Regions from separate parts of the Drosophila melanogaster genome. Here region 1 is linked to region 2. Evidence: chromatin contacts called from public HiChIP or PLAC-seq data. All regions are on one chromosome and are shown on one strand. Each heading gives the region's core, a stretch centred on a gene start, on an enhancer-like site or on the middle of the called end of the contact. The rest is flanking DNA. Distances are from core to core; before and after follow the strand shown.

Region 1 (2,856 bases), core at 17-2,516, 88 kb after region 2:
GTGAGGAAAACGAGGACGGAAGCATCACATGGGGCTATGAGAACGACGACGGATCTTTCAAGGAGGAGCTGATCGGCACCGATTGCATCACCAAGTGAGTAAAACAGATTGAATCCAACCTCTTTCTCCCACTTACCCAAACTTCTCGTTCACCAGGGGAACCTATGGCTACGTTGATCCAGATGGCAACAAACGTGAGTACCACTATGAGACTGGAATCAAGTGCGATCCTAACAACCGCAACAACGAGGAAGAGCTACAAGAGAACGGGTTCGTCAACTACGAAGAGAATCGCGCCGTGCTGCCCAATGGTCTGGAGATCGACATGACGCAGTTGGGCAAGAAGAAGTCGAAGCGCCCGAACGGCTTTTACAGGAACTGATACTCCCCACAACATATAGTCCCTTAAGTCAAGCAGCTCGTAGTTCGTCTTACTTGTATTCCACTTATAATTATGTTCATACTCCATTGAGTGTCAAGTGAAAGATTAAAATGATTAGAATAGATGAAAGTGAAGAATCAGTACGGACGCTGGCGCCTGGCGGTTGGCGGCAGTCGGTTGGGCGGAGTAATCGAGATGTCCAGAAAGTCTCCAATGCTGAATTTGGCCTGAGCAAGTGTCTTATTATCATCGATTCCTTTTTGACCCGTGCAGGTCACTCCGATTTCGCGCATCTGGAAGTGATTACTCCGGAAGTTGGGGTACACGACAGCAAAGTCAAAGTAGGTGCCCTTCTTCCGGGTGTCCGGATTGACGTCTCGCACCAGAGAGGTCAGTTCGTGCAGGGTGGCGTCTTGCCAGGTGTAAATCTGAAGCTCGTTGGTGGGCACGTTGCCGAACATATACTCCGACACGGAGTGGTGTCGTCCCGTAGAGCAGAAGACACGGAGCAGCATAGGACAGGTCTGGAAAATACATAAACTTATTAACACATCTAGAGCAAACGCGAAGTAAACATGACCGGGGTCACAAACAAACCTTCTCGCGGTCAATCTGCTTGACCTGCGTCTTTTCCTCCACAATCATAGATTCCACGTTGGCCATGTCTCCCTATTCTGCGGTATATCGTTACTAATTTTCTTAATTTTAATACAAAATGCACTTTTAATGCCGTATATTCCGGCTTCTCTTTGCTCTTTTCGATAACTATATAATCGAATGCAGCAATCCTATCGCACATCGCCGAGTGTGACCGCTTGTCGCATACTTATCGGGTTTTAGTTTAATCGATGTTTCCAGAAGCACCAAAATTCGCCGTTTCTCAGCTCTAGTCCGAAAACAAAATTCGCTGTGAGCGGTTGTGTCGTCGAACGTGAAACTACGCGTCTCCGCGAATGACGCAGACTGGAAGCTTCCACTGGCATGACAATCGTCTAAAAACATTCAACAATAGCGGTGCACTTGCAAATTACTGTTGCCGCAACAACAATAACAACTGCTTCGCTAAGCAGTAGCTGCGACCACAACAACAAGGAGGAGAGCAACAACAACGGTGGAGAAGAGCCGTTTGTTATTGGCGCATAAAAGCAGAATCGCAATTTGGCCACTGAATAGTTTCTAAAAACGGTGAGTACATTGTGGCAGCGGTCCATTTGCATACCGAATTGAGATTTGCACTTTTTGCAAGAGTTTCTTATGTAACGGCAACAGCAGCAGCAGCAGCAGCTGAGTTTTACGTGCAAATTGTTGCCGTTGCTTTGCTTGTGTTGGTGCCGCAGCGTCTGCGAAAAGTCACCCTCTTTGCAACCACCCTTCACCCCCCCTCATATTTCATTTATGCATCGCTCTCTCGCTCGATTTGTTTATAAACATTCAGGAATAAGCCGCTGCTAAATACTGAACTGTTTTTATCTCAAGAAGTACAAGGTTATCCCATCCCCAGCCACCCACTTTCGATCTCCTCATTTTTATGCATGCGCCATCATTTGCCGATAATAGTGCCATTCTGTTTGTTGTTCTAAATGTTCTAGTTATTGCAGTAGCGTGGAAGGTGTGGTCATATGGTGGTTTCTATTGTGTCAACAAGGAATCAGTTTCCCAAAAGCTGCATATTTGTTTTTATTTTTAGTCAAATACCAAGAAATAAGTCAATCCAGACATTTGATATTTTTAGAAACGGAATAAACCCCGTTTAAGTGCACAGAAACAGAATCTGTGATTACCCTGGTAAAAGAAAAACACTAGAAGGGGAAAATACCCCACTTGAATTAACCCCCTGCTAAAGGGTATTTTCGCTTCGGCGTGTCTGAATATTTTTAGTTGGCTCGTGTTTTAAAGTCCTCGAATCCACTCCCACCTCGTTGATCCTGCAGCAGCTGTTTTTGCCACAGTTCCTGCTGCTCTTGCGTGGGAGCAGAATGTTTGTTGTTCCTGCTGTTGTTATTGAATCCCCCCTCCCCCCCCTTCGTCCTTGGCCATTGTTCTGTGGACTCGTTTTGGCCGGAGCGGAGGGGTTGCAGCCGTGACCGTGACTGACTGCCCGTAACCCCAGCAACGACCACATAGTGGACGATGTTATTGTTATCGCATACTTTGGTAACCAGTGCACTGTGGTCGGGATGACCAATATGAAGTAAGACGCATTAAAGCTGTTTCTTTAGTCACTTTAAAAAATGAAAAATTTATAAAGATAATACTCAGCAATACTTCTGCGACAAATTCACATTCGTAAATTATTCAAATTTGACAAAACAACGGAATGTTTAAAAACTTTATAGTCTTTTTAAGTTAGAATAAGTCTTAAGTTCTAGAAAGACCCCACGAAGTTGAAGAAAATGTACTTTAAGTGAAGTAAGTCTTCAGTGGCTTCAGTGGAATCGTATGTACTCGAATCGGAAGGTGGGTAAAGATGTGAA
Region 2 (2,868 bases), core at 37-2,536:
GCCTCCCATTCCCGGGCCACCAGAGGTGCCCTTAGCCTCTTTGCGCAGTTTTTTTTCGCGCTTGCGACGCTCCTTGTCCTCATCCCCAGCGCTCTTCTTCATAAAGTTGAACATCTTATGTGGTGTGTGGGGTCCTTAGGTGCTAGCTGCGGAAGGGGGGCGTTGGTGGGTTAATGCGAAGTTCAAGGGCGTGACCAAAAGTCTGGACTAATTCGATTTGCACTGTTCTCTTTGCTGCGCTCTATCCAGGGGTGGATCTAGACAAACGTGCAGGGCATACCGTTCATTTCCAAACTTGAAATTACAACTTACATTTTTAAAATCAGTAACACAATTTTAATTCACTGAATAGTTTAAAGTACGGTATTTATGTGATTTGATTTTACAAAAACATTTAAGGTGCCCATAATCCACGTTTAAGGTCCCCTGGATTTCGCCCCTGTACTGCTCAGTCCTGTTCTCTTCGTATTGCTATCTCGCTCTTACAATTGCACAGCCACTTCGAGCAATGCACCCGCCCGCACAACAACCGTTATCTTGCCACGGTGTTTGTGTGAATGTGCACATTTGCAAATCACATAAACAATGGCATATTTCTTCACTTTTGCACCCACATTTCTTCTGCTGCGGTGGCGGCTTTACTTTTGTCATTGAGTCGTTGCCATTTGCCCTGTTTCTGTTATTATTTATTATTCAATTATGCGCTTTCTTTTCCACAGCTAGCATACATTTGTTTTGTTTTCACACGGTAACACACACACACACAAAGAAAGGGGGGCTCGTGGCTGCGTTGGTATTGATTGCTCGAGACTGCACTCTTCCCTTCTCTCTACACCATCTCTTCATATTTTTCATTTCTCCAACTAATTGAATGCAACCGATTCTGCCTCATTACTTATGCTCATGCTTTTCCAATTGCTCATATTCGGCGAACGCTCTTATTCGGCCACAGCCCACAGTGATACACACGATAGGCAGAAAAAGAAAGTTGAGAGTCAATAACACCTTTGTTTTTGCACTTTTCTACGCCTTTTTTGATAACACACACAAACATTGGGAGGGACTCACGCACACACAGTCGCGCTGGAGTCGTTATTTGTTTATTTGAAAGTGGCATGCTATGTTCTCCCTTCCGATTGGGTTGCAAGTTATTTACCTCGTTTTGTGCCAATGGGGCACTTTATTCGCTACTCGTTTTTTGTTTTTTTTTCGGATTCAAAGGAGACTTCGCGTTCTGCATAAACAAATCTGAGCAAGAGTGCCCAAAGAGGTGAATATCAAATTTGATCTGGGAAACTGGAAAAGAGAACTGACTTTTTCTAGCTACTTACACATGGTCATACTTATCAGAGTATCTACTTAGTGCGGACAGGAACCATATATAAAATTGATAGGGCTTCCAAATTTTTGATCAATTATGCTTTGAAAAGTTATAACAATTTGTCGATATAAGAAATAGTTTTGTATACATAGCATATAAAATAAAGTTTTTAAAAATGAATTTAATAACAATACAGCATTATTATTAATCTGCAGTTCATACATTCAAATTTGAAGTGAATTCTAGTTAAAGAGTCGGCCTAGACAGTCAGAAAACAGAACTATTGCCTTCTAAAACATTTAATTTAAATTTAAGGGATATTTGCGCGTTGTACAGCTCTTAAATAATGTCTCTCTCTGGCATCTTTCCACCGTAACAGTCGCCTAACTATCGCTAAAACAGGTGGCAACGCGGATCGAATCAGTTATCGAGCCAGTTATCGAAAAAAAGTGAAGCGTAAAAACTAAACGGTACTTGGAAAATTTACTTTGCCTGTGTGCGTGCTTCTGTTTATGAAAACTACGTTTTTAAGCATTTGCAATTGATGCAACGTTGCTTTGGAAGGCAAGAAAACACCAAGTGGAAACGCCCGGGTGGCGGAAATCGACTTCCAGTGCGCGAGTGCGAGATTGTGTGTGTTTCGTTCCGTCCTCTGGTGTCTGGCACCTTAACACAACAACAACTACAGCAGCAGCAGCAACAACAACAATAGCAAGCAGCAACAACAACACACGCACAATAATAAGAAGGCCTGTGACGTTGTCGCTGCCGTCACCATCTAAAGGAAAATACCAAAACGAGTAGGAAAACAAACCGCAGTGCAGTAGGGAAAGCAAAAGTCGGGTTTTTTTTTTTACAAAACTAGGTGGGTTCTTGTATTTTTCACCAGCATTTCCACAATTTCCATTTCCACGAAGTGATTTGACATGTTGCGCTGCTAGGTCGCCGCTGCCCACACACACTCGCACACTCGGTGGTTCACTCACTCAGCCACTCACACCCACACGGCCAGACAATCACACGCACACGGCCAGACACTCACACATACACTCACACTCATACACCTTTGTGGCAGACACGCGTACTGTCTGTCTCCCTCCCCCTCGCACCCACAGTCTGGCCTCACTCGCACTTTGCAATGCAGCCCTGTCTGTGTGACTGCCTCGGTGTGCGAGCGCCTGTCCGCTTATGCCTGTGTGTGTATTTTGTCGATTTTTATTTTATGTACATTTGTTTACAGTTTTAGATAGATAGCGACATTTGTACAGCCGGCGGCCATCCGTCGTTGACATTTTCGCAAATTGTAAATGAATATGCTTTTGCTTTTGCAGTTGTGCCAGTGTGAGTGCGAGTACGAGTGCGAGTGCCGCCTGCGAGTCCCCTGTATGTGTACATATGTATATGTATGTATTATATATGCATATACATAAGTTCATGAACAGTCGCCGCCGTCGACTTGTTTTGATTTAATTTCGCGCTAAATGCAATCGCGAACAATTTTCACTCGTATCGCCGTGTCGCTGCGTAACATGGCGGGGAATTTCGTT

The links. HiChIP or PLAC-seq counts read pairs in DNA pulled down with a chosen protein or histone mark.
Region 1: a contact with region 2 is called in a POLR2A S2P HiChIP or PLAC-seq map of the Kc167 cell line, with 2.3 times the contacts expected there. The contact joins the promoter of sra here to the promoter of Mhcl in region 2. A contact is called at or near these places in 9 of 107 Hi-C or Micro-C datasets (the Clone 8 cell line, the Kc167 cell line, the S2 cell line and 2 more) and 1 of 6 datasets of contacts at active chromatin or transcription factors (the Kc167 cell line).

Annotation. Positions count from the first base shown.
Region 1 is chr3R:16,185,733-16,188,588 of dm6, forward strand. sra (sarah) reads left to right here and starts at 1,267. Exons shown (of 2, transcript NM_079654.3): 1 at 1,267-1,567. CG8927 reads left to right here. Exons shown (of 3, transcript NM_142270.2): 2 at 1-94; 3 at 157-503. The coding sequence ends at 382. Bin1 (Bicoid interacting protein 1) reads right to left here. Exons shown (of 3, transcript NM_001316512.1): 2 at 980-1,374; 3 at 424-906. The coding sequence starts at 1,045. The coding sequence ends at 520.
Region 2 is chr3R:16,097,475-16,100,342 of dm6, forward strand. Mhcl (Myosin heavy chain-like) reads right to left here and starts at 1,287. Exons shown (of 18, transcript NM_169701.3): 1 at 1,157-1,287; 2 at 1-146. The coding sequence starts at 114. Akt (Akt kinase) reads left to right here and starts at 1,754. Exons shown (of 7, transcript NM_001300425.1): 1 at 1,754-2,186.